Linked DNA regions of Acanthopagrus latus: region 2 is linked to region 1. Evidence: chromatin contacts called from public Hi-C data. All regions are on one chromosome and are shown on one strand. The core of a region is the stretch at or near the end of the contact, and the rest is flanking DNA. Distances in the headings are between cores, read along the strand shown.

Region 1 (7,647 bases), core at 2,262-4,761:
ACACACACACACACACACACACACACACACACACACACACACACACACACACACAAACACAAACACACACTCCTCTCCTCCATCCAGTAAATCAGATGTTATCTTGTTGACATCAGACTGTTTACAGGCCAGAAGAGGCACTTTCAGCAGAGCAGTGAGACAGGTGAGTCGGTCACGATCTAAGGTGCTTAGTCATTGTTAAATATAAACACACACACACACACACACACACACCCACTCAGATGTCACAGTGGTGAGTCAGACAGACCCAGATCCTGAAGGAGACCGAACTCTCTCTGTGAGTGTCAGCTGCTCGATGACTCAAGCTCACATCACTATGACTCTGCACAAATCTGTGTGCGTGTGTGTGTGTGTGTGTGTGTCAGGTGTGTTGCAGCAGTGTTGCACCAGCTGCAGTTCCTCTCTGCTCCACCAGAGAGCGCAGCTGACCACAGACCTCTGTTTGTCTCACAGACACTCTTCTGTTTCTGAAAGATGTCTGAAAAGTCTCTGAATTCGTCCTCAGAAAACAACTTCTGTCTCATGTTTCATATCCAGCGGCAGTGCTGGAGGAAACACTCACACTGAGTAAAGGTACAACACTGTAACATGATGTACTGCATTAAAAATCACATGTAAGTAAAATAACATACACATTGAAGGTTAAATGTGCTTAAAGCACCAAAAGTTGAAGTACCTATTGAGAAGTAAAACATTTTTTCCAACAAGATCTAGTTATTATTCCCTGAAGAATGAATGAACGTGTCAGGACTTTTACTTGTAACTGAGTATTTTTCCAGTGTGGTATTAATACTTTACTTCTCAGTGTTAGCAGCACAGCAAAGCAAAATATACACAGAGGGTAATTTAACAACAGGAAAAGAAGACAGACAGATGGAGATGGGTGCGTTTGACTCACCTTGATTGAAGATCTTTCACCTTTTCCTCAGGATGGCGAAGTAGTCGTAATATCCACGTTACATGAAGCTCCCCTGCACTGACTGTCACGTATAACTGCTAGCTAACTGGCATTTTTAGCGGAAGTTTGATGTTTTCACAAGTTTGTTGTTTCCTGCTAATTCGTTAGCTGATTCCGCCCGTTACGACCTAAACTGTCCATACCACTTTGATGAGAAACCGCATATTTTCCTTCAGGGAGTAATTCTAGCAGTGAAGGTGGTTCCAGGTGTGGCTGCAGCAGGTTGACCTGGGAGCGGCTCACCGTGCTGTGGTCTGAAGAGGCGGGCTGGGTTGATCCTGTCAGTAGAAGCAGAGGCGTTTCTTCCTCCTCAGCTCTTAGCCTACTGTTTTGACTTTTTGTTATAACCATACTATTCAATTCAATGTTATCATAATGCTTAAATCCTGCTTCTTTCGCCATTGTTGTAGCTAGCATTGCTAGTTTACACCGCCAACTGACGTTAGCTAGCCATAGAGGAAGAGCTGCGTTGTTACCATAGGAACCAATTAGTGCCGAAGCCACGCCCTTTTCCGGTTTTGCCCCGTGAGACCTCTCGACCTTAAAATATTTTATAACAATACATTTAAAACATGCATATAAACAAAAAGAAAATAAAGGCATTAACTTGACTGATTGCTGTGTGATGAAGATAAAAGGGAACTGCTGAAGAAAGTTGTGGTAAACTTCCTGGAATCTGGTTGGTTGCTATGGGAACACTTCCGTCCTGCCTTCAGCCGGCTAGCTAGCCAGCTAGCGTTAGCTGGCGATGTAAGTTAACAATGCCAGCTACAACAACGGAGAAACAAACATGATGTATGCGTTATTATAAACTAAAATTAAACATTTAAAAGCCAGTAAGCTGCTTTGTATAGATAAAAATCAATAAAATCCATTTAAAAAATAAAAATAAAACAGTAAACCAAGAGTTTGGTACTCCCGCCAAAAGATGAGGGGAACCAGAAAGGATCTTATAAAAACTTTGTTAGTGAATGAAGAGAGACAAATAATGTATTGATTCTGTTTGAATCACCTCAGACCTCGTTTCCAATATTTAATTAGCGTTATATATCTTGCATTTTCTAACAGCTGTCTGACATTTCAGGAACAAACAAATCAATAAAAATCAGAACCAGGCACATTAACAACACTGTGAGTCACTTCAGTCTGTAACTGCATTAGTCATGTTTGTGCACGAGTGTAAATCAAAACCTTTATACTACAACAAACAGTACTTTTATTTCAGCGTTTCATTTTGTATCAAAGAGTCTGTTATGATGCTGGTTCTGTTGTCTACATCCATCAACATGATCACTGACTTCAGTGAGACTTCACCTGGTTAAATAAAGGTTAAATGAGTCACACACACATGCACACACAGAACAATGACAAACTGTCCAACAGTCTGGTTGGCTAATGAATTTGTGTTTTAAAATAAATACTTCTTTGGGCTTGTGGCAGTGATGTGTATTAATTTACTATTATTTTAGTCTCTTTATTTGTAGAATAACTAACAGCATTGTTGGATTTCCTCATCGTATATTAAACTGTCAAATATGAATCAAGTTAATGGTTTCATTGAAATATTCTGCAGCTATGAAGCAAGAGCTGATAAAAGTGTGGGTGATAAATATGAGGAAACTGAAACTTGTACCTGGTTTACTGCACTTAAAAGGAAGGAGAGCGTCAGAGAAATGATGTTACATACATTAGCGTCTCTTCTGAGTTACTGAAGAGTCCATATGAAACAGTTCCAGATACCAAAAACACAGACAATGTGATGGTGAGTTGCCCCAGTTTTAATGTTGCAACCTGAGCTACAACATCTGCAACAAGATGAAGGAGACGGTCTCCTACACTCCTGTGGTTCTGGATCCAAACTCTGCTCATTCAGAACTCCTCATGTCTGAAGATCTGACCAGTGTGAGGCGTGCAGAGGGACAGATTCTGCGTTTACCACCCTGCTGTGCTGGGCTGGAAGGGCTTTGTCTCTGGGTTTCACAGCTGGGATGTTGAGCTGGTTGTAGCTGCAAAGTCTGTTAAGAGGAAAGGTGACAGGTGGGAAATAAAATTCTCAGATGGTACATATGAAGCCTGCCCCCCCATCAGCCAACTACTGACTCTCTTGGGGAAGATGTTTCATCTGATTGGAGTCAATCTGGACTTTGACAGAGGATGTATGATCGTAATGTTAACACAAACACACAAACATTCACTATTTAAACAGAGTGATGACATATGAAAACAACTCCAACACATGGATACTGTCTGTTAAATAGTTCAGTTTTACTTGTAGTTACAAACGTGATCTTGTTTTCATTGTTTTGAGGTTTTCTACTGACTCATCAATCTACTTCTTCACTAAAAATATTTATCACATGAACCATCGTCGGGGTTTTTACACCTATTTGTTTGTTTATGAGCAAAAGAGAGTCCATTTTGATAAAACATTATCCAGCTACTGTTCGACTGGACCATTTTAAATAAAAACAAAATGTACAAATTAAATAATAATAACAACAACAATAATAATAATAATATGTTTGAGTGGTTTTATGGTTGTAACCATAACATTTCACAGTTTGAATTGACTGTAGTCATGACGATGTGATGAGATTCCATCATCAAACTTGTTGAGACACTAAAGACAAACAAATCTACATACTGAGGGAAACTAAACTAACCTACTAAAGATGACTGACAAAAGCAAATCTTCACCCCAGACAGGTTACGTATTCAATGATCTCCGTCTGGAGGGTCACTTCTGTGATGCCGTCATCAGAGTCCAGGACGTGGAGTTTCAGGTCCACAAGATCATCCTCTGTGAATGCAGCTCGTACTTCCGGTGAGTCAGACATCTGATATCAGGGCGAAAGAATATAAATGAACATCCCTTTAAATAAGCAGAAAACCAAAATGATTATTCACAATAAGAGATGAACTGGTTTGATTCATGCAGTCAGCAGTTGTGATGAAACAAGTTGACCTAAGAGTGAGGACATGAATGACCTGATGAAGAATATAGACAAAATATTTTAAAAGAGAATTCAAAAGTATAACTTTAATCATGGTGCAGGCTCCCTGTCTGTCCATACAGTCAGATATAAAGGTTTAAATTAAGTTTTTTTTTTCCCCTGCCAGTTGAACATTGAGGATTAATTTTTAATTTTAATCTATATTTCATCTCTCAGTGCTTTTAATAATTCAATAAAAAGAGTCTGAATAATATTTACTTAATAAGGGAAAAGAGAAAAAAGAATGATGTCCATGAGCACATGTAGAATTTCCAGTTAATACAAAATGGAAAAGTAAGTTGATTTAATCCCAATGATTCCTAAAATGTGGTGATCAAACATTAGTTTTACCGCAGGACCTCATGTGACTCAGAAATAACCTCCTCACATTGGGTTTTGAGTCACACATTCACACGGGATAAGCAAAGTCTGTATTTTATTAGTTTTATTTATTAAATCGTTTGTGTGAGGATGACAGAAAGATGTTGAATACGGTTTATTTTCATGCTGACCCACAGAGCTCTCTTCATACGCTGGTCAGCTGCAGACAAGAAGGACTTCAACATCCACGGCCTGTCTCCTGCCATGATGCAAGCCATCATTGAGTTTGCATACACCGACTCTCTCTCCGTGACGGTGGACAACGTACAGGAGCTGCTGCTAGCAGCCGACCAGTTCAACGTAATGAAGATTGTACAAGCATGCTGCGACTTCCTGGGGGAGCGGCTCTGCCCGGAGAACTGCATCGGCATCTGGAAGTTCACCAGCATCCTCCCCTGCTTTGAGCTGCAGAGCAAGGCCTTCCAGTTCATCCTTGATCACTTTGAGCAGGTGATGTCCACTGAGGAGTTTCAGTATCTCTCTGTGCAGGAACTCACTGACATCCTAGGAAGAGACGACCTCAATGTGAAAAAGGAGAATACTGTGTGCGAGGCCATCTTTCACTGGATCACCAACAGACCGGAGGAACGAACAGAACATCTGCTTGAGCTCTTGTCTAAGGTAAGTTCTGCCACTAGCTTTCACTTGAATTTGGCTGACAGGACAATATCAATACTGTATGATCGCCTGGGTGCTTTCAAACCTGTAGCCCCACGACAAACACACTAAGAGCTGAAGTCATCTTAGACTACAGACTGTACACAAAGTGGGCAGAGCTGGTGGGTTGGAAAAGTGAAGCCACTGCAGTTTAATTCAAAGATTTTCTCTTGTTTTCTCCACGTAGGTCCGATTGGCCTTGATGAGTCAGGATCAACTGGGGACGACTGTGCTGGCCAATGAGCTGGTGAGGAGCAACGCTGAGTGCTTCAAAATGGTGACAGAGATCTTGGAAAACAAAAGCAGCCTCACCTCACCAGCATTTGACATGCGTGACCCTGTCGCTCGTCCTCGCCTGCCTCACGCCGTCTTGCTGGCCATCGGAGGCTGGAGCGGAGCTGATCCAACCAACTGTGTCGAGGCGTACGACATCCGCGCTGACCTCTGGGTCAACCTGACAAACGAGCAGGAGCGTCCTCGTGCCTATCACGGCACCGCCTTCCTCGACGGGTACGTCTACTGTGTGGGTGGCTTTGACAGGGCGGAGTCTTTCAACAGTGTTCGCAGGCTGGATCTGTCCACATACACCTGGGAGGAAGTCGCACCAATGCACTACCGCCGCTGCTATGTGTCCGTCGCTGTGCTGAATGGGTGCATCTATGCCATGGGAGGCTATGATGGACATGTACGACTCAGCACTGTAGAGCGCTACAGGCCCGACACCAACCAGTGGACTGTCATCACTCGCATGCATGAGATCAGGAGCGACGCCAGCTGTGCAACACTCAACGACAAGGTGGGTAAAGTGAAAGAGCAGCTGGGACTCGTAACAGAGATGAACAGTGCTGATGGGAACATTGCTAATTTGAGTTTCTATTAACATCCATCCTGAGTGATCTGATCATAGGTGGACAGCTCAAAACCCATCGGTTCACCCCGTGAGTGACCAATAGTAATCCGACTTCCTCACTCTTAACATGTAGCATCAATTGGAACAATTATTATTTATACAAATAAAGAAATATCTGCATGTATAACATTTGATGAATTATCAAGACAACCTAAACATTTAAATTTTCAAAACTTCAGTTTTTTAATGGAGTCTGGGGCCTTTCTTCAGGGACGACAAATCAGTTGCTTATATTAGCAATTTTGATGTGTTTACGTGCCTTCCTTTCATAAATTTAATGTGAATAAAAACAGTTGCAACAGTGTGTTCAAACAGAGTAAAGTAAAATGCAGAAGCTTAACAGAAAACGCTTCACACAAGTGAAGACACAACTTAATATATTGCATATAATACTGAATTCACAAGAATTCATGAATGATTTAGAATTTGTCACAATTTGTTTGCAAAGTTTTTCCTTACGTAATAAACTCTTAAAATCATTTGATTTGTGATGTGAGTCTGGGGATAGAGGGGTCAGCAGTTCAATAGTATCTGGGCCTCAAGTCTGTCAATAAAGATAATAATAATAGTAACAGTGAGTTGAGACAGACATTCACAAATCGATTTAACAATTGGATAAATATAATCTTATAAGTGATCTCAACAATCTGATCTGTGCTGCAATTTATATTATTATCAGACAACCGCTACAATAACTTCATATCAGCTGCAATTTATTTTTCAGTTGGACTATTAGATTTGTGACTCGCTGCTGGTTCTAAGCTGTAATTCACTTGTTATCTTAGAATGGTGTAAACAGTTTTCTGTATTATTTGCTTTAATACAAGGAACACAGTCAGCATCTGAAGTTGAGAAGTGCTAAATAACTTTATGTCCTTCCTGTTCTTCCTAGATCTACATCTGCGGTGGTTTCAATGGGACTGAGTGCCTGGAAACCTGTGAATGTTACGACCCAGAAACCAACCAGTGGACTGAGATCGCCCCCATGAACAGCCACCGCAGTGGAGTTGGTGTCATTGCATATGCAAACCTCATCTTTGCAGTGAGTACATAAATGTCAACCTCTTGAGAATGAATCTGTGCCAGCTTTTCTTGTAGGATTGTTCAATGAGGGCTGAGAAAGTGTTTCCATCGTCATTTAAACACCATTTGTTCAAAATTTCCCCTCACAGGTCGGTGGATTTGATGGCAGCGCCCGTCTGCGCAGCGCCGAGGCCTACCACCCCTGCACCAACACCTGGCACCGAGTGTCCTCCATGTTGACCACCCGCAGCAACTTCGGCATCGAAGTGCTCGACGATCTGCTCTTTGTTGTGGGCGGCTTCAACGGCTTGAGCACCACCTATAACGTCGAGTACTACGACGTGATGACAGATACGTGGTCTGAGGCCTGTGGCATGGAGATTTTCTGCAGCGCCCTGAGCTGCTGCGTGGTGCACGGACTCCCCAACATGGCTGAGTACACTTTGTGTCGAGACGGCAGGACACTTTTAGAACTGGAGTCAATAGAGGTAGAATCCACCTAACAGTCCTCCACACAGTCCGGCTCTGTACCACCATCCACACCAGCAAGACTTACTGACAAAGACTGACTGGCCAACTGAAGTGAACTGTGCCCTTTTTAACATATTTAATTGCATTCTGAGTTAAAGTTGACTCAAAATCAATTTTTAGGTTGTACAGTAGTGAGAAAATATAGAGACTTTGATTTAAAGCTGCAGTATGTA
Region 2 (7,647 bases), core at 2,605-5,104, 160 kb after region 1:
CAGAGTAACACTTTTAAAAACGGGACTCACACGGCCACAGGAGGAGGATCATTATCTCAAGCAACGCTCCTTTAAAGATTCCCGACACCCACAAACCAGATAAAGAAAAAGAAAACAGGAGCACGTCTTTTACCAGCAGTCTAAAAAAACACAAAAGAGGGCGGTGTGATTTATCCCAAAGGAAGAAAACAAACAGAACAGAAGCAGAAGCCCTTCACCCGATAATAAAAATAAAATAAAATCTCATCTAATTAATCTGAATGTGTTTGTAATGTTGACACAGCGGTGCGACGCTCCGTCTGCTGGGCGTCAGTTAGTGTTCAGTCGGTTCCCTCCTTCCTGTGAGGCAGTGGTGGAAGTGTCTGTACAGTATTTACACTCCTGAACTGACAACTGAGCGAAATCATACCAAGAGTTTGATTTTCCAACCCGGTCGCCATAAATATACGCTCTCCACGTATATTTCTGCAAAACCACAGATGTCTGCGAGGCTGACAGTTCTTTATTTTACAATTGCACATTAATTTTTTTATGTTTAATTTTCTATTTTGCTGCTGAGGTTTAGGCACGAAAAACACTTGGTCAGGATTACGTATGGAAATGTCTGCAGAGAGCCTGAATAAAAAAAAAATGCTTTCTATGCTGCAAATGCTTTAAAATATCTTCAGCTGTGACTCAAACTGCAGCTGTCCCTGTTGGCCTCCGTCCTCTCCACCTTCTGATGTGAAAGTCAGTTAATAAAACATATAATATGAACGTGAGACACCACATTTGGTGCCAATGTCGACCTCGGGTGTATCTGTGGTTTGCAGAAGCGTTACTGGTCGACTCGGCTGCATTTTTGCGTCAAGAGGGTTTAATTTCCCCTAAAACAGCGCCTGAACTCGCAACTATTTTCAATCGATTCATAAAACATGGTGAAAGTGAGGGAGGTGCCGAGGAGAGAGAGGGGAGGAACTAAATCACAGGAAGCTGCAGAGATTATTCTGAGTTCGACACAGCGAGATGACGTTGGAGCAAATTTTGGCGGCTGCTCGTCGGTTTTACGCTGAAACACTGAAGGAATTTGGCTTCTTAAATACGCGACTCTCCACTTCTGATTACACCAGTTCACTTTGTCATTGATTCAGTCTTAATATGTCATTTCTTTAAAGCCACGATGTGAAGGACTCGTCTAACACTGTCGACCAGACGGACAGAAGTTCACGCACGAGACGTGAAGATGAGCCGGCTGAAAACAACACAACCAGACTTCATCTTCATCGTTGTTTTACAGACCCACACATAGTGGCTTTAAATCAACCGAGGACACAAAAAATCAGCTCAAATCTTTAGAGGAACACGTCACCCAGAATGTCTCTTATCACTCACTAACTTAGCTTCTTAACACAAGTTTTATGGACATGTGGTGCGGAGAGGAAAGACTTATAAACACGCCGCTGTTGTTGACGGGAAACAGTTGTCGTCAGAGTGAAACTGGTAAACGGTGACGACCTCAGCGGTGCGTTCATGAGCCGCTCCTGACAAAAACATCATCAGCCTCGTCCTTAGAAACCTCCAAAGAGAAGAACACATTTCAATCTGAATACATTTGTTATATTGAGATCACAACAAAAGCATCTGAAGTCGTATCCGACTTTCTGTGCAAACATCTTTTCTTCAGGCAGTAGCTGATAAGAAAACTAAAGATTTTGGGTGACATCTTCCTTTAAAAAGCCTCCGTGCCGTCTCATCCTCAGGAACAAAGTCTCGACCACAGATCTACTAACGAACATTCAGCGCAGCGATCGTTGACTGAAGCAGGAGAGAGAGAGAAGGAAGTTTTCTTCCTCCTCCATGAAGAACCGTTCCAGACTCGATGCGGCGTCCTCGTCTCCGCTCGAGTTCAGTCTCATAAAAAAAAGTCTCTCGTCGATGTCGGATGTCTGATTCTGACTCCGTCCTGTTGGCATCAAATCAAACAGTGGACTGTGAAATTCCTCTCCGGAGCTTTTTCCAACGATGACAACGGAGACGGAGGAATTAAAAACTTTGGCCGATTTAAAAACCTCTCCGTCCTCCCTCCGTTTGTCTCTCACTCGATCTGACAGAAGACAGAAAGACCGAAGGAAAACAAACTGTTTGCTTCTGCTGTCAAACTTCTCCGTCCATTTGTCCGTCCGTCTGCTTTCTGTCTCTGCGTCCGTGTCTTGGTCTGTGTTGCACCGTTGGAGGCCAGCAGGGGGCGCTGTTAGGACGCCTTGCCCAGCTCTATCTTCTTCTGGATGACCCGAGCAGAGTGGTAGATGAGCGAGTCGATCAGACCGGCCACTGCAGGAGGACGAGCAGACGGTACAAGTCAGATTTCACTCTCTTCATCTAACAGTTACATTTTGCTACATGACCTGGTGACGTAGAGGGACTCACCTGTGAATACACCTCCGATAATGGCACACACTCCTGTTAAGAAGTGTGTGAACGATCTGAACAGAAAGAGACGGAGGGATTCAATTAGCAGCAACATTTAATGAAGCTCACGTTCTTCTTGTATCGATGAAACAGTAAAAAGTCTTAAAGTCTTTTAAAAACCATTAGTTCATTGTAAACCAGGTGTCCTACCTGTGTTTCTCTGTGAATTTAACCATCATGGGCGACAGCTCGTATAATACGAACACTCCCGGCAGCCCCTGGTCTCCTATAAGCCCGTTGGCCACTTTTTCGTGCCTGGTGACGGAGAACTGGTTTGTTTTCACCACCTGTGAGAAATAAATGCCAACAAAACAGTTTTAGACGGATGAGAGGACGTTTGCTTTATGATACAGTACATGTTTTAAGTGTTTTTTGCTCATTAAAACAAATCTACAAAAGAAAATGTTTCAGTGCAACACTTTTTCTTTGACAATTTGACCCTTTGACATCAAAGAGATCACAGTTACATCCTGCACGTACGTCATCACGTCAGAATACGACACACGTCTGTATCTTTACTGACTTATTTTGAGTTGTTATGATCGTATGGATTCCTGGAGATCTCGATTATGCAAAATACCAACCGTACCGCGCTGAACTAGTTTAGGTCTGGACTGAAAGAGGACTCACCTCTCCGTCGGTTTTCACGTAGATGGTGGGGACAATTTTCACAAAGTACTGGTACATCATCGACGCTGTGGAGACAGAAAGGAGACGTTTGAGATCAACATGTTGTTAATCATCTCAGACGAAACAGTTGGTAAAGAAACAGCAGTAAATAGATCAGATAAATGATGTACAGTTTGTTTGTTTTTGTATTTATGTGGGTTAACTGAGGCTCGATGTTGGGTTTAACTTTGAATATATTTAACAAATAAAATGTAAATATTACTACAACCGACAGTCCAAAAGGTTGGGTTGGTTGGCATTAAAAAAAAAACACATTTCATTTATTGTTTTCAGAATCAGAGTCGCTCTTATTGCAGAGTAAATTCACACACGAAGAACTTGCTGTTGTCTGTGTTAATGTTAAAAATAGGGCGCCTGTGGCTCAGAGGTGGAGCCAGCGTCTTGTTATCAGAAGGTTGCTAGTTCGAATCCCCTTGGTCTGCATGTTGAAGTCTCCTCGGGCAAGATACTGCATCCCAAAAGTGTCTGATTAATGCTGTAAATTTAAAAACAACTTAATAAAAATATAATAGTTTGACCTGTGCTGCGCAGAGTTTCAGTTGAGTTTATGTCAAAAAGGATTAAAATATCATCACATTCTGTTTTGTTTATGTTTTAGTGTCCACACTCTTTTTAAATGATGGTTGTAGTACCGACATGCACCACAGGGGGGCGCTGTTCGCCTCCTCCTGCCGGTGATCGCTCCTCTTTTATCTGCCTTCCTCTGTCTTTCTCTCCTTCCTCTATCCGGTTATGGAGGTCTGCTAGAAAAGACATTTAAACCCGAAGCTGTGCTAATAAAACACACGATCACCCTCCAGTCGGGAGAAACTCAAGATAACCAGGTTTACCTCACACACTCGTATCTGAAGGTAAGATCGGTCTGAGACGAAACCGTCGAAGAAGAAGAGACTGAACGTGACGTGTTTATCTGTCAAGGCCAACGGCTGACGTTAGCCTGTTAGCTAGCATGCTAAGCTAGCACAACAACCTACGTGCTAGGATTAAAATAAAGTTAATTTACAGAATTGATTTTAATGTTTGCTTTTGTAAGTTACCGTTTAAAGAAACCGCGTTAAAAACAAGCAGCTGTGTGTTTCGTCTGTGAAATGTGCTCACAGACGTTAGCCTAGCTTACGAGCTAATGCTAACTAACTTGCCTCACGTTACACATTTAGCCACACAGCTTAATCATTAACGTTAATCAGCAGCTTAACTCCAAGATCTTATTGCTAAGGCGATGCTTATAGTTAGTTAGCTTGGGTTATAAACAGCCTGTAGAAATTGATTTAATAACACGTTAATGTTTAATGTCAGACAGCAAGCTAACATCAGGTACAAAAGGTCAAACGACTGACAGGAAGCTAACTTACTCAACACCTTTCACACTTGATGAGTGACTAGTTCACATTGTGCATCATTGTGAAGCAAACGTCGAGCAAGAAATGATTTCAGTTAAATACACGACAAAATATAGTTAAAAAGAATCAGAACAAGTTGTAAAATGGATGTAATATCACACAACTCTTCTACTCTGCAGGGCAAAAAAGCAAATGATGTCAAATTATAGCAAAACATAAAAAGGTCTGCAGGAGGAGGTCCGAAATAAATATCGCCATTTACAGTTAATGTGATTGTGATGTAATTCATGATTTTTTTTTTCGGATGATTCAATTTTACGTCACAATTTTCACTGTCAGTGAAAAACTAGTAAAATCAAGATGAAATGATATTTGTCCTGGTCTCTGCCAGACAAACATGTTTTATAACATCTAGAAAGCAAGATGAACGATTATCTTAATGCCAACTAAATCTAAATGCCCTAAATTTATCTTGTGATGAATTATTTATTGAAAGCACAGAGTGTACACAGTGAGCTGAATGGATTTTGGACAAAGTGTTTGTCTTCTGTGTTCACTGAGCGTCTGACATGGTTTGATTAACTTGAAGGAAACATGAGCAGCTGAATCCCACAACTCCTCTTTGTTACTTCACAACACAATATTGGCAATAATATCAGCTGTAAAAACAAAAGGTCTGACAAGATCAGGCGATAAGTTGAGCATATTTCGAATTCTGTCACAAACTAAGAGTGATTCCTTGAATTCTGGTGAAGAAGCTTCAGCAGTCGCTTCTTCTCACGACCACATTTTGGCAGCAGTTCTGTTGTTATGTACATGTGAACAGAGCAGGTGATAAATCAGAGTGAACGATGTGGTCTGGCTACCAGTTCTGCAACCTTTAGATCTGCACAGCGTTTTGTTCCTATCAGATTACACAATGTGTCACTCTGAAAGGAAAACACCAAGAGTTCAATAGTCTAACACGTCCCCTTGTGTATTTTCCTCTGCAGATGCCGGTGGCTGTAGGTCCATATGGCCAGACCCAGCCCAACTGTTTTGACCGGGTCAAGATGGGCTTCATGATGGGGTTTGCAGTAGGAATGGCTGCCGGAGCCATGTTTGGCACGTTTTCGTGTCTCAGGTAAGTCTGAACTCACCCCAAAACTGTCCTGCTCTTACAGAAACTGCATATGTAATGAAACTGAAAATGTCAGATTTAGTTTCCATTAAGAACAGCTGATGTTTTAGAGCCAGTAAGAACCAGTTAATCAGCAGTAACTTCCCCAAAACATTCTAAAAATAAATTGTGCACATGAAGGCTCATTCCCCTCCAAACCTGTTTGTTACATTCCTAATACTGAAAGACGCAGCCAACTTTCCAGAAACCAATTTGTCATCTTCACCCTGAACATTGTTCAGAACTGTTGTCCACTTGAATGGAGGTAGATGACTTACTCTCCTCCTTCTGCCAAATAAAGAAAAAGGGACTAGTTCTGTTTCTCCCACTCTACTTTAAAAACTGTCAGTTTAATTATATAGCCAAACATCACAAGCAAATTGCCTCAGCGGGCTTTATAATCTGTACAGTGAACAACATTAGACCCTCGATTCCACTGAGAAAAAAACATTCCCTTCCTCTCTGCAGCCTCCTGCTCTGAGTTGTGGTCAGGATTTGATTACTTCCTGTCCATTTCCTACAATCCAGAAGTAGATGTTGCACCTGCTCTTCTTGGAATTTGCAGTGATGAGGACGATAAAGCTTGTACACAACTGAAACCATCTGAAAAAACACTGCAAGAGACACTTTGCAGCCACCAAAACCTCGACTCACTGTCCACATCTCACATCTTTTTCAACTACTAATAGGTCTGAAGTTGTGCAACGTAACAGCTGTTTCCTCAAGTTCATAAACAGAGCAGGTTAATGTGACCACGAACGGCAAAGAACATTAACGCTTACTAACCCAGTTCTTCAACAGGATGTTTAACTAACTAGTATTGATCAGCCATATCAACCTGACATTCATTTACATGTTTTATAGACTGTAAATCTACTTTTCGAGACACTGAAGGTCACTTCTTCCTGACAGAATGAGGTATGAGCCTGTAAACTTCAGCTGACACTAATTAAAAACTGTCTCTAGGATCGGCATGCGTGGCAGGGAGCTGATGGGAGGAGTAGGGAAGACCATGATGCAGAGCGGCGGGACGTTTGGCACCTTCATGGCCATCGGTATGGGCATCCGCTGCTGAGGAGGACGGGGAGCGACTTCCTCCACCACCTCCACACCACAAGTGTACAGCTATGGGACTCTTCCAATAACTACAACTACAGCTCTGTGTCTGCTCGATGCTACAACCGCTTCCCCATCTGTTTAGTTTTGTCAATAAAAGTTCAGTTTTGTCAAACACTTCTCAGAGTGGATGTGTTACACTTTGTGATGCTGCCGTCGTCCTGCTCCAAGAGACGGATACAAAACAGCAAATCTTGTCTTGAAGAAGGAAAATTCAAACTGTTTATCTGCTCAGTCTCGTGTCCCGTTCATCAGACAGAAGCTCTCTGTTTAGTCTAAATATGAGGCCGATGGAGTGAAACCAGGAGGGGTCACATCTCTTGTTCCATTTGGGTGAAACTCTTAAATTCAACTCTTTCAAAACCAGAAGCCGAACCAGAAACTACGTCTCTCAGAGCTCCACATCCAAAGACAAAACAACTGACCAAACTCTCCACTTCTATCACAGTACGTCTCTCTAATTCAGTGTTTCTGACATCTGCTGCTTTTCTTTATCATTAATGATGTGAACAGTCTTGGGTTTTGGAGATGAACACCTGAGGGTTAGAAACGCTACCATGTAGTGGGCAAAGACAGATCCCACAGCTCTACGAAGTTCTGTTATGCGTTTCCTCACTAAAACCATGAAATGACTGACCTTGTGGCGCTGTGACGTCCGTGTCGTCCAGAGGGTTCACGATGCCGGGGTAATCTTTACCGAACGACAGGTGTTTTATCAGATGGGTCATGTTTATCTGCAGGACGACAGACAGGAAGATTACAAGGTGACAAACTTCTGCAGTGCCATTAATAACATCTTCATCCCCAGACGTTTGTTCTTGTGAATAATTAAACTGTCATCTGAAGACTCGATGCACTGAACAGACTCAGATAACAGCAGCAAGTCTTTTCCTT

Evidence for each region. Hi-C and Micro-C count contacts between places; a contact is called where the count stands out from the background.
Region 2: a contact with region 1 is called in a Hi-C map of muscle, with 4 times the contacts expected there. The contact joins the promoter of romo1 here to the promoter of LOC119021851 in region 1. A contact is called at or near these places in 3 of 4 Hi-C or Micro-C datasets (liver and muscle).

Annotation. Positions count from the first base shown.
Region 1 is chr6:2,881,344-2,888,990 of fAcaLat1.1, forward strand. It overlaps LOC119021851 (kelch-like protein 10), which reads left to right and starts at 3,512. Exons shown (of 5, transcript XM_037102391.1): 1 at 3,512-3,803; 2 at 4,491-4,974; 3 at 5,198-5,806; 4 at 6,813-6,962; 5 at 7,093-7,647. The coding sequence starts at 3,652. The coding sequence ends at 7,446. LOC119021854 (a long non-coding RNA gene) reads right to left here. Exons shown (of 9, transcript XR_005075773.1): 2 at 3,643-3,816; 3 at 920-2,994.
Region 2 is chr6:3,038,263-3,045,909 of fAcaLat1.1, forward strand. It overlaps romo1 (reactive oxygen species modulator 1), which reads left to right and starts at 3,855. Exons shown (of 3, transcript XM_037100703.1): 1 at 3,855-3,989; 2 at 5,471-5,601; 3 at 6,604-6,871. The coding sequence starts at 5,471. The coding sequence ends at 6,712. It overlaps ergic3 (endoplasmic reticulum-Golgi intermediate compartment protein 3), which reads right to left. Exons shown (of 14, transcript XM_037100701.1): 10 at 7,391-7,487; 11 at 3,079-3,143; 12 at 2,599-2,735; 13 at 2,407-2,462; 14 at 1,575-2,310. The coding sequence ends at 2,231.